Regions from separate parts of the Zea mays genome. Here region 2 is linked to region 1. Evidence: chromatin contacts called from public Hi-C data. All regions are on one chromosome and are shown on one strand. The core of a region is the stretch at or near the end of the contact, and the rest is flanking DNA. Distances in the headings are between cores, read along the strand shown. Region 1 holds the start of LOC100276831 (Fcf2 pre-rRNA processing protein). Region 2 holds the start of LOC100193248.

What was found. Hi-C and Micro-C count contacts between places; a contact is called where the count stands out from the background.
Region 2: a Hi-C map of tassel shows a contact between it and region 1, with 2.2 times the contacts expected there. The contact joins the promoter of LOC100193248 here to the promoter of LOC100276831 in region 1. A contact is called at or near these places in 2 of 25 Hi-C or Micro-C datasets (ear and tassel) and 1 of 3 datasets of contacts at active chromatin or transcription factors (leaf).

The regions. Positions count from the first base shown.
Region 1 is chr4:171,089,991-171,096,344 of Zm-B73-REFERENCE-NAM-5.0, forward strand. LOC100276831 (Fcf2 pre-rRNA processing protein) reads right to left here and starts at 4,444. Exons shown (of 5, transcript NM_001365973.1): 1 at 4,058-4,444; 2 at 3,878-3,938; 3 at 3,391-3,465; 4 at 3,158-3,273; 5 at 1,867-2,158. The coding sequence starts at 4,290. The coding sequence ends at 2,050. LOC100280323 reads right to left here. Exons shown (of 9, transcript NM_001153249.1): 5 at 6,278-6,354; 6 at 6,123-6,205; 7 at 5,901-6,015; 8 at 5,702-5,774; 9 at 5,177-5,562. The coding sequence ends at 5,447. LOC100276420 reads left to right here. Exons shown (of 7, transcript NM_001374057.1): 7 at 1-897. The coding sequence ends at 619.
Region 2 is chr4:171,946,773-171,953,340 of Zm-B73-REFERENCE-NAM-5.0, forward strand. LOC100193248 reads left to right here and starts at 3,762. Exons shown (of 4, transcript NM_001138397.2): 1 at 3,762-4,475. The coding sequence starts at 4,191.

The DNA.
Region 1 (6,354 bases), core at 3,194-5,693:
GATTCCAAATGATGACGAACCCGTGAAACAAGAGGAGGAAGGGCTCTTCACGTCGATTGGCAAACTCGTGGGTGTAGCAAGATCATCAGTCGCAGAGATCGTCGGCGCCACATTCTCCAGAAAGAAGCGAGTGAACGTTCACCACCACCAGCTGGGCAGGCCGACCTCGTGGCCAGTGCAAGAGAGCTACGCCATCCCGCGGGACGAGACCCCGCCGCCACTGGACACGAGGGCGCCGACCCCACGCAAGAGCTACGCCTTCATGTCAAAGGAGCCGGAGAAGATCCACCACATCCGGCACGGTCGGCCTCAGTCACACGGCTGGACCGGAGAAGCTGCTGCTGCTCCTCAGCAGCAGGCGGCGTCGCTGCCGCCGCAGCAGCAGCAGCAGCAGCAGCAGGTGCATCACCAGCAGTACCACAACAGGCAGTACTCGGCCGGGCCGCAGACCTTCTACGAGCCGAGCTGCGATGCGGCGAAGGAGATCGTCTTCGGAGCCGTGCAGGAGGGGGACACCGGCCGCCGCCGTCCCGTGGAGATCAAGCCCGTGAACCACGGCGACGTGGCGCCGTTCGAGCTGAACGGGCTGCGGTTCCGCAGCAGTTACGGCATGGGCTAAACCAGTGGCAATAAGCAGTCGAGGAAGAGATCTATTGTTGCCTCCGTCCGTCCTAGTAGTGTTTTGGCGTCCTCCGTTGTACTGGTAGCTGCCTGTAAAGTGTAAGGAAAAGAGAGGGAGCGATATAGAGATATCAGTGCACTCGAGGGGAGCATTTGACAAGTGCAACGGAGAAGTTGGGAGTTTTGGTAGGAAGAGCTTGGTCATCATCATGGTTATTGGACTCTTTACTGGCGGTGATATATATAATATATGTATGTATATGCGTTTTGATCTCATTCGACGCGAATTCGTCTGGGGGAGATGATTTGGTCTATGGAGTAGCGGCTGGGTGGTGGCCCTGTAGCAAGAACCAAGACATAGACATGTGCTGTGTGTGTCTCGGCTCATGGCCATGGGTGGCGGTGGCGGTGGCAGGCCGCAGGCAGGCCAGGGCGGCTGGCTGATTTGCTCATGGCCATAGTGTCTGACGTTTTTTTTACTACCGCCGGTCGCGTGGGTCATCTATTATGTATGGCGATGATTTCACCTTTTGAATGCGCCGCCAGGCAGGCGGCGGTGGCCCACTCGACGAGTGAACCGTAAAGAGAATGCTTATACGTATCACGACTCAGTGCCGATAAGATTTAGTTCTGTCTATATCCTTTCTCGAATGATTTAATTTAATTAAAATTTATAGGAAACGGTATCAATATTTATACCAATAAACAGGCATAATAAATGGATTTGTTTTTTTTATAACTGGCATATTAAAGTGAGTTGCACGTTAGAATTGCATATATACGTTTTTCTAGACGAAGACAGCAGTAGTGTAGTACTCTCTCCATTTCGATGGGTCACAAGTGGGGCACTGAACTCGATTCACGGCGCCATGTGAACGTTCGTCCGGTCCACGTCCACCACACGCCGACCAGTCCCAATCCCAGCTGTCCCCCCGCACCAACACCACGGCACCACCGCACCAGCATGGAGGAGGACCGTCCGTTCGTCGCGCCAAAAGGACAAGGCGCAACAACTCCATGAAATCGCGTCCAGCCCGTGCCGTGCTCGCCTGCCCTACCCAAGCATCCTTTTTAAAGATGATGATAAAACTACGACCACACGAGCCAAGCGCGCGTGTTCGCCGCCTCACCCGGTCGGCTCCAATCATGTGCCCCATCCCTGATGGGTGTCTGGCTGATGACAGTGCTGTGCTGCTCCCAACCGACAGAATTGACAACCACGAGCTGAAAAACCATACATGTGTGTTACAGCAACATTTTTGAAGTATCTAAAGCAATTCATCATGTTACTGAAGTTCATCACACTACACTGGAACCAGAATCTATATACCCCGCACAAATCGAGAGAGGGGGTATTTGAAGGCGCTCCTTGGTTCACTTCTCCAATCTGTTCTCTCACAACTGGACCACAAGGCTAGCACGCCAGTCTCATTTCCTCCTATCCTTGGCCCTCTTGAGCGTTTTCTTGCCCTTGTTCTTCCACTTTTGGTTGCCTCCTGGTGTACGGATCTCCTGAATTTCACGTACCTTGCGCATCCTGCATTTCATCGCAGATCAGCGCCACATTCAGTTTCAGAGGGAAAAAAAGAAAGCACTAGCTATGGACAAGATCCGGCACAATATCAGTTTTCACGCTGCAGTTTTGGGTTACTTCAATTATCAAAGATGGGGAAAGCGCTAAGATAGCATGCCCTGGACTCTAGGTTTCGTCTGGTTTGGGAGTGGGACAGGGACGGAGTGGGATATCTCACTTTGTCCTAGCGTTTGGTTGGGGGACATACGGGGTGAGGTCATCCCCTGAGGAAATATTTCCTCCATATCTGGGACAAGCTCGTAACAAAAAAATTGGGGAGATGAGGTGGGACGAGCAGGGACAAGTCGACTGTCAGCACGCGAGGAAGCCTCGGGTTCACCGAGTCACCGGCATTAGACGCGGGCTCGCCTGCCTTGGGCAATGCAGCCTCAGGTGTAGTGGCCTCAGTCACGGCAGCCGCAGGCTTGCCCGCCTCGGACCCGGCGGCCATCGGGCTCACCCACCTTGGACCCCGACGGCCTGAGCCGTAGGCGTGGATGACAGGTGGGCCCCACTTGTAAGGAGCAGTGATCCATGTTCTCCAACCGAACACAAGCTAGGGACAAATCCATCCCCTAACAAAACATTAAAACGGGATGGCCCCACCCTCAAAATCGGGGACGGGGCAATCCCATCCCACCGTGTATTGAAACCAAACACAATGGAACAATGAAATGGATTGCTGAAACTAGGATGCCATTCTCAATTTCTGCACACTGGTGCCTTGTTTCAGAGTCCAACCAGCATAATAATTACACGGCTCTAGTGTGTATATCTAAAATAGGTTTCACGGGTTACAACTATCCATACATACAATGTTTCCAGTTAATGCTAGATACTAGATTTCATGAATTGCTAGAGATCCAAAAGACCATATGCAATTATTACAGAAAATCTTGCACTGAAAAACAAGCCACTGTCCATTAATGTACATGCAAAACGGCAAAAGTATGATGGGTATACCTGTAGCTCTTCAGAGATTGATCTGATAACAGCTCGTCAACCAATGTTGCCTTGCGTTCCCTATTTTTCAGCCTACTTGAGTAGAACTCAGATGCAGGCTCAACGACCGTACCGACCTAAAGCCAAAATTCAAATATTCAGTACACATCAGCCACATATAAAGCTTTCCACAGATTAGGATGTGATAACAAAAATGCTGAATAAGTATGCTTGATGGTGATTATGCTACTTACTTGGAAGTACTTGGGAAGGGCCTTGGATTTTCCTGCCCGCTTGAAGTGCCTTTTTGGGTCAATTACATGCCTCAGCTGGAAAAACACATTGCAAACATATTACTATCACATAAGCATCCCAAAGGATAAACCAGAATCACTAAACACACAACACAATACCAATCGAGTTGAGACAGGCACATCGGACACTGTGCATTACAATTTACATGGTATATCGAAACCCAAGTAAAACAATTCTGAGTCTTCTTTGTAGAAAGTAAAATAGCTTCAATCAGATGGTAACACTGTCAGATTGTTGCAGTAAACTGCTCTCTGTGTTTGCCCTACTACACACTGATCCAGTGGCAGCTGCACAAACATGTTTTGCTTGCTTTATCACTCGTTGGTCCAAAAATTCTTGACAGCCATATTATCCGCTTTACAGGCTACTACGACATCCTACTGCTAGAAAGGTTATTGAATCCGTCAATCAGAAGTAACGCCATACCTGCAAAATCTCGAGATCCTTCTTCAACTCGGGAGTGATGGTCGGAGCTGGCATGTCGAACCTGAGAAATGCAGCAGCACAGCATAAATCAGTTAAGCACCCGCACATAAGGCTACCATGCGCTAGCAATCAATGAAGAGAGCTAAACTATGGTGGATTCCAATTCCGAGGGAAGCTCACCAGCCCTTGCCGGCAGTGTCCTTGACGTTCTTCCTGGCCAGCTTATTCAGCTGCCTAGGGTCCCTCGGGGCAACGAACAGCCCGTCCACGAGGTCGCTCGCGCGGTTCCAGAGCGATCCCTGCGCAGCGCTCGGGTTCGGCGCGTGGTCGCTCTTGCTGCCGCCGCTGGTCGTTGCGAAGGAAGGAAGCTTGGGCGCCCATGAGAGGCCGATCGGCGCCGCCGTCTCCGGCATCGCTGGCGTAGAGCTGCGAGCTCAGAAACCTGTCACGTATCCCGGCCCGGTGTTGGATTAATCTGCCGCGGCGGCAGCGTTGGAGGTGCGACGGGAAAGAGAAGCAGCGCGGCGGCCCTGGGATGGTGGGACCGTGGGAGGAAGGAGGGGGCCGGGAAACAACAGGAGAGGAGCACTAGGGCAGGACAGCAGGAGGTTTAGCAAGCTTGAGCAATATGGGCCGTCATTTCAGAGGTTTCCGCGGACCCAGAAACTTTCACGGGATGTAATGGGCTAACTCAGATGCGAGCATGGATATTTCTTATCGCTATTGGGCCTGTTTGTTTCAGTTTTTATTTTTAACGAGCTTTTCTGAGAATCTAGCTATGGAGAAAATCTGGCTGTTGAGAGAATCTGAATATTGAGAGAATTACGTGTGGAGGGAGATGAAGATGTTCATAGGGTTTAGGATCTAGAAAATAACGGATTCCTACTTTCATAACGACTCGACTGATTTTTTTGTTCACATAATTTTAGATGGTTATCATCAAAGTGATTCTTATAAAATCTGAAAAGTTAGATATTTGGCAGCTTCTGAGACAAGTTCAGAGCATAGAGACGGCGGCATCCGTGTGATGCCTTCCCCTGTGAATTGATGCAACGTTCGCTGTCGATACTCACATACGCTACTCATTGAGTTTGTTGCCCAGCTCCAGAATCTTGTTGACGCATTTGAAGAGCTGAGTGACAAGGTTAATTTCAATGATCCTGTGGAGGAATCAGCAGGGAGACTCCTGGGGTTTTAGCTAGAATACACGAGTTCTTTCGGTTGAAGTGATGCAGATGATAAAACACACACACACCCAGTATTGAATGGATGATCAAATGTGTAAAGTACCCAACTTCTGTCGAAAATGTTCATAATGTAACTAATCTACAAAAAATCCATGTGTAGGGGACAACTCCATGTAGAGGAGATAGTGTACATACATCATACAAGTAAACAACATAGTATACACATTACAGACGGGTACAACACAGTGGAGGATTTCTGACAGTTCCAATGGAACGATATACCCATACACAAAGGCAGTCTCCACTTAATAATGTATTCTACAATACAATGGCGTTCACTATTTACGCTTTACACATGTATTATGTAGAGAGTGATGCTTCGTCAGAGGAAGAAAGGAAAGCCCTTTTGTGATTGAGGTTTGGTGCAGTCTGAATCTGCCCATCCAATCTGCTTCCGCTGATTGTCGTACACAACCAACTTGCCGCGCAGAGAAACATCTACAGAAAACAGATAGGTATTGGTTGAAGTTTGGCAATATCAAACACATTTTAGCTATATATTGCAGGGTTTATTCAATGGGCAACAATAAAATCCAAGAGTTAAAATGAAGAAGGGTTGAAGGAAGGTCATTTATACCTCCTACTATGATAGTTGACCCATGATTAATCTCCGTTCCGTTGAGAAGCCCAAGACAGACATTTCCTTTATCCTGGAAAAGGTCCACCAAGAAGAAGAACATATACATAAATGTCAACATATGACCCAGGTTAGAAATATTGACATACATGATAGAAGAATTAACAGTAATCTAGGATGTGAATGCCAAGAAACTTACACTAATAATCAAGTAATCCTCAGGAGAAATAGTGAATGTTTTAGACATGAAAAGCCATTTCTTCCCGAAGTGAAGGTTCAAGGGCTCGAAGAACTGCTTGACATCTTCCAGATACCTGGCGAAGAAAGTAATGTTAAGGTCAGGTAGTCTATCTAGTGGCATAGTTGCCTGATGAACTCCCTCTCTAAAGAGACAGTACTAATGGTTCCATTATTATTTTACCTCACAGGGAAATCAGCTTTCCAGCATAAAGGTAATGTCCGATCTGAAGTGTCTTGGACAAAGCCCGGAGACGCATATTTGATCTGTGAACAAAAGAAAGTTAGTAAGACGATTTTGAATACTCATCCCTATGAACAAGCGCTAGCAATACTCACTGCTGCAACAAGGTTTTCATATATTTCATTTGGGAGGTACGTATAGGAGCTTCCACTGTCAAAAATTACTTGAACAG
Region 2 (6,568 bases), core at 2,512-5,011, 860 kb after region 1:
GTTCGAAGGCTGGCCCCTAGGAAGGGTTCAACAGCCGCCTCAGAGCACTCGGGCTCCGCGCCCACTACTGGTCAGAGGTTCGAAGGCTGGCCCCTCGGAAGGGTTCAACAGCCGCCTCAGGCCACTCGGGCTCCGCGCCCACTACTAATAAGGGGTTCGTAGGATGGCCCCCGAAGGGTTCGACAGCCGCCTCAGACGCAGAGCGAGGGATGACCCTGGGTACGTTCGATACATAACCAAGGCTCGGGCTACGCTCCCGAGGTACCCTAGGACATTTCCGAGACCAACGGGAACGATTTTGTAACGGAATCCCACCAGAGGGAGGCATCGAGCCCTCAGACCCCGTCAAAAGGGGACTGGGTCCGGCAAATCACCCGCAGGTACTGTTGGAGCGCGCCTCCGGGCCACTAGCCGACCCCTAACAAATGGGGCACGAGCGTCCACTCGGATTACCCGTTAGCAACTCACTGGAGACACCATGTTCGGCGCCCTTCGAGGGCAACATGGCGCTTTCCCCCTCCTCCTTGCGGAAAGGCGACGCAGGGGCGTATGTAAAAAAAGTCGAGTCTGTCCTTGACCGTCCTCTCGCTCTGTGCGGAGGCTCGGGGGCTGCTCTCGCAAACCTGGCTCCGGCCAAACCGTTGACAACGTCAACATACCAGCCCGAGAACTTGGGACTCGACTGTGCACCCGGGCTACGGCCAGTTCGCATGAGAGAACAACCAGACCGGCCGAAGCTTCACGAAACGCATTAAGACCTCGAAGGAGTCAAACCACTCCTCCGAGGCCTCGGGGGCTACACCCGGCGAGTGCGCTCGCGCGCACCCACCGGAACAAAATGCAACCGAGAAAGGCCGGTCCCCTTGCAAAAAAGTGCGACAAAAGCCTTCAAGCGAGTATTAACACTCCCTTTGAGGCTCGGGGGCTACTGTCGGGAACCATAATTAGGGGTACCCCCAAGACTCCTAATCTCAGCTGGTAACCCCCATCAGCACAAAGCTGCAAAGGCCTGATGGGTGCAATTAAGTCAAGGCTCGGTCCACTCAAGGGGCACGATCTCGCCTCGCCCGAGCCCAGCCTCGGGCAAGGGCAGCCGACCCCGGAGGATTCACGTCTCGCCCGAGGGCCCCCTCAAGCAACGGACACACCTTCGGCTCGCCCGGGGCCCAGTCTTCGCCAAGAAGCAACCTTGGCCACATCGCCACATCGACCGACCGTATCGCAGAAGCATTTAATGCAAGGATGGCCTAACACCTTATCCTGACGCGCGCCCTCCAGTCGACAGAGCCGAAGTGACCGCAGTCACTTCGCCGCTCCACTGACCGGCCTGACAAGAGGACAACGCCGCCTACGCCGCTCCGACTGCTGTGCCACTCGACAGAGTGAGGCTGACAGCAGCCAAGTCCGGCTTCGGGCACCATAGGAAGCTCCGCCTCGCCCGACCCCAGGGCTCGGCCCCCGTCTCGGCCCCGGACGACGAACTCCGCCTCGCCCGACCCCAGGGCTCGGACTCGGCCTCGGCTCCGGAAGACGACGAACTCCGCCTCGCCCGACCCCAGGGCTCGGACTCAGCCTCGGCTCCGGAAGACGACGAACTCCGCCTCGCCCGACCCAGGGCTCGGACTCGGCCTCGGTTCTGGAAGACGACAAACTCCGCCCCGCTCGACCCCAGGGCTCGGACTCAGCCTCGGCTCCGGAAGACGATGAACTCCGCCTCGCCCGACCCCCGGGGCTCAGACTCAGCCTTGTCCTCAGGCGATGGTCTCCGCCTCGCCCGACCCGGGGCTCGGACTCAACCTCGACCTCGGAAGACAGACTCGACCTCGACCTCGGAGGAGCCACCGCCTCGCCCGACCCAGGGCTCGGACCGACCACGTCACAGGGGGGGCTATCATTACCCTATCCCTAGCTAGCTCAGGCTACGGGGAACAAGACTGGCGTCCCATCTGGCTCGCCCCGGTAAACAAATAATGATGGCGCCCCGCGTGCTCCATGACGACGGCGGCTCTCAGCCCCTTACGGAAGCAAGGAGACGTCAGCAAGGACTCGACAGCCCTGACAGTTGTCCTTCCGCAAGGCTCCAGCGCTCCTCCGACGGCCACGACATCACATGAACAGGGTGCCAAAACCTCTCCGGCTGGCACGACGGCATGTACTTAGGGCACTAGCTCCTCTCTGCTAGACACGTTAGCACACTGCTACATCTCCTATTGTACACCTGGGTCCTCTCCTTACGCTTATAAAAGGAAGGCTCAGGGCACTCATACGAGGGGGTTGGCCGCGCGGAGAGGACGGGACGACGCGTGCAAGCCTCTCGCTCCCTCCCACGCGGACGCTTGTAACCCCCTACTGCAAGCGCACCCGACCTGGGCGCAGGACAAACACGAAGGCCGCGGGTTTCTCCTTTACGCATGCCTCCTCGTTTCCCCCTTCGTGCTCCGTCTCGCGCCGACCCATCTGGGCTGGGACACGCGGCGACAATTTACTCGTCGGTCCAGGGACCCCCGGGGTCGAAACGCCGACAAGACTTGAGTCTTGTTTCTTCACCAGGGTATGGTCTAACTACTACTCCCTCAGTTCGTTAATATATGTCATCCGTTAGCACAAATTTGAACTACTCGGTGACAGATAAAAAAACGGAGGTGGCACTATAAATCTGCACTGAACAGATGTACCCATTCAATTGTGAACGTTAGAGGCCCGAATGTTACATTCAGTTATTGAAAAAGTGGCCAGAAACTCAAATCAAAAGGGACTTGAAGTATTGTAATATTTATGACTTTATCTCTAGAGTTAACACACAATAACTTCGTTATATCCAAATATTAGGAACCTATATATATATATATATATATATATATATATATATATATATATATATATATATATATATATATATATATATATATATTGTCTCGAGCATGTGAAAACAGCCTTCAAAGACGAGTAGACAGCCGAACACGCGAGCAGGAAACAGACACTGCTCGTGTGCTCCACGTTGCAGAAGGACTGATGATTGCTTCCCTCCCGTCCCGTGCTCTGGGCCGGATCGACCTCGGCCAGCACACAGCAGGAAGATTCGACGGAAACGAAGATGGCGAGCACGCGCTATACCCAATGGAGCGCCGGTCGGCCCCTACCTGTCGGGACTCGGGCTCGTTCCAAACGACCCATGCCGCACCTGACCGTATCGTGCGCTGCCGTTCCGTTGGAACCGGCCGGCCAAAGTTGACGCGTCCCACGACGGCAACTATAACCCGCGCCTGGCACGGCCAGCCAGCCCAGATCGCTATCCTGTTAGCCTGTCGCCACCTAAAACCCGCCCGGCCCACGAGATCTCCAGCGGCGCCATCTCCTGTGCAAGGGGCAGGCATGTGGCCGTCTCTGTATGTAGGTTTATGACTTATGAGCAAGCTAATATACTTGCTACTCACCGTACACTGCAGGCGGTTGGACGTGGGAGTGAGCAACTGTGTTACCATGTGGTTTTGTGGGTCCTTGCTCGTAATGATGTGTCTAATCATGTCCCAAATATTAGTACTTACTGTTGATGTTATTATAACAAAAGCACTGCCGTCCCGAGTTAGCTCAGCAGAACGTACAAAACCAAAACCCATTTCACGGCGGCACAGTGCCACACGGGATCCGGATCGCCGGTTCACTTCAGCCTGGTGGGGCCTCCCTCCAGGCACAGCCAGGTGGACACCAGTCTCGCTGCTATTTTTCTAGTCCCCACCACCCGGGTCCGCTCCGCTGTGCCGCGCCCGGGAATCACTCCGCACGCGAACCGCAGTCGCGGACACCCCACGCCCAGCTCAGCTCGGCACGACCACCACCACCACCACCACCAGTCCTCCCTCGCCCTCCCTCCGTTGTCCGTTCCATCCCCGCGCCGCGCCGCGCCGCGCCGGATGCCTGGAGAGCTGGAGTCCATCGAGCAGCGGCCGGCACGGCACTCGGCCTTTCTTTAATCCGGGACCCGCCCTGAGCTCCCCCGCACTACACTGCATCGCGCTCGCGGCTCGCGCGACGTTGACATTGGGCATGGCCCCTTCCCCACCACCGCCACCATCACCACCACCTCGTCGTCCACTCCCTCCCCTCCCCCTCCACGCGGAGCGGTGAGCTGTCTCCCCCCCCCCCCCCCCTCTGGGAGAGCACAGGCGGCAACAACGGGGAGTCTCGTCGAAATGGCGGCGGCGGCGGCGGCGGAGATCGTGCGGGAGATCGCAGCGGTGGGCGCCGCCGACCTGGCCGCCGCCGCCGATCCGCTGCGCGCGGACTGCCTCCGCCTCGCGCGGAAGGTGTCCCTGCTCTCGCACCTCGTGGCCGAGGTCGCCGACGCCGGGGCCGGGGCCGGGGCGGGCGATGCGGCGGCGGAGGCGTGGCTGCGCGACCTCGTCAGGGCGCTCGAGGCTGCCCGGAGGTTTGTCGCGCTCGGACGGACGCCGGCCGCTGCGGGGGCGTCAGATCAGGTGAGGAGGTGCTGGGATGGACTCGTATGGTTACATGGACCCGTCCGTTCAACCTGCATTGCGTTCTTCACTGGCTGGTGCGTCTCCCTTCGGGGGATTTTGTCGAACGCCTCGTGCGCCGTTCGAAACTATGCTGTTCGGCTTCTTGGTACTCCCTCCGGTTTGGTTTCTGCTATGGACTACCCGCAACTAGCCTACCTGACCGTTGTTCTGCACCCGATGCGGCACTGTTCGTAAGATTCCGTCAAGCTCGTCGTGTTCGCGTCTAATTTCTCTCTTGCCCTTCAATAGAGTCCAACTTTAAGCCCCCACCCCCACCCCAAAAATGAGTTTGTTCGTAAGAATTGCGTATACTATAAATCGGTGTCTGTAGGCGATATCTAAAGGAGCAAAAACTGGACCTTAACCTGGTTTCATCTTACCTGGCCTATTATTAGCTCATCTACAAGGACTAATTGACGTGTTTTATTTTCGCTGATTATTGAAATCATGTTCCTTCCACAAGACGAGCACATCCTAGACTTCACATTCTATATCAGTTAACAGTAATGTATCTTCCCAAGCTTGCTCAAATCATGACCCTAAATCGGATAGGAACTCCAATGTTACACAAATAGGTGGTTCTATGTCAACTACTATGTTAGCTCCAATGTTAACTACAAAAATCGTAGATTCTATACAACAGAATCATAGAATCAACCTAATAAACTAAGATTGTAAAATCGCACCATGGAATCACAATTTTAACAACTATGACCCCTTCTAGGTATTCATCTTCTTAGCTATGATGTCTTCTTCATCCATTAATGTAATCTTACTCAAATGTATTAATGGTTACCTACAAGGGACACATCAATTATGCAGCATAACTAGAATACTAGGGCCTGTTTCGATCCACATGACTAAAGCAAAATGACTAAAGTTTAGTCAGTTTAGGAGCTAATCTTCCAAACACAAATGACTAAAAGTGACTAAAACCTTTAGCTCCCAAGGAGGAGCTAAAACTAACTAAAACCCATACTTTAATGCTGGTCTCCCACACCTGGCACTTGCTAGTGGCTGCTTTAGCCATAAATGTGAACACTTTTCAAAGACCCGACGCTTGCTAGTGGCTGGTTTAGTCATTAATGACTCTTTTAGTCACTTGTTCCAAATAGGTGGTGACTAAATTTTAGTCACTTTAGTTTAGCCTCATGGATCCAAACAGGCCCTAGATGATATTACAATTCGTCACTTGTCAAGTTGCCTAGTTTTGTTCTTTCAAAGTAAAGTTTTGCTTCTTGAATTTACATTGAGGTAGTTGTATTTGTAGTAGGTGAGGTCATAGGTCCTCGATAGCACCTCACTGAATTAAATTGTTTTCTATAGTTAGGCCTCGTTTCAATCTCTCGGGATAAACTTTAGCTTCCTGCTAAACTTTAGCCATATGAATTGAAGTGCTTAAGTTTAGCTCATTGGGGCGTTTGAACTACTCTAATAAAGTTTAGCATATTAGAATAAAAAGACACTCATGCCCCTAATGCGGAGAGAGAGAGAATGTTGTTAGAGGGTATGGGTGGAAAATGGGGTTCCCTGGCCCACGTTTAGCTCCTTTTAGCACTCCTTGAACAGCTTATGAGATAATAGGTGCTAAATTTTATCACATCACCATTAGCTCTCCTGTTTAGATCACCAAATGGCTAAAAGCAGCTAAAAATAAGCTGCTAAAGTTTATCTCTTGATATTGAAACAGGGCCTTACTACAATTTGGATGAGATTTGCTATGATTGTAAGTTGTTTTTTAGTTTTAAAGTTTTTGGAAGGATCATTTTCAGGCTCAATCGCCTTGCTTTTCACTTATGGGATTGCAAATAAACTCCTCTAGCATGTTTTTCATCAGTCTTCTACTTACTCTGGGTTTGTACACAGTCCTGTCCAATTGTCTATTAAGCATTCTACTGAGTTCTTTCCTAAAATGCTTAGAGCTGGTAAATGTTTGGCATCTTTTTGCGTGTGTTGCCTCTAGAATCGCCCACTTCACTTTAGTAACACAATTTCATTTCTGTCATGGGGCATGTCCGCATGTGGATCTAATCAACATCTTATATAAAAGG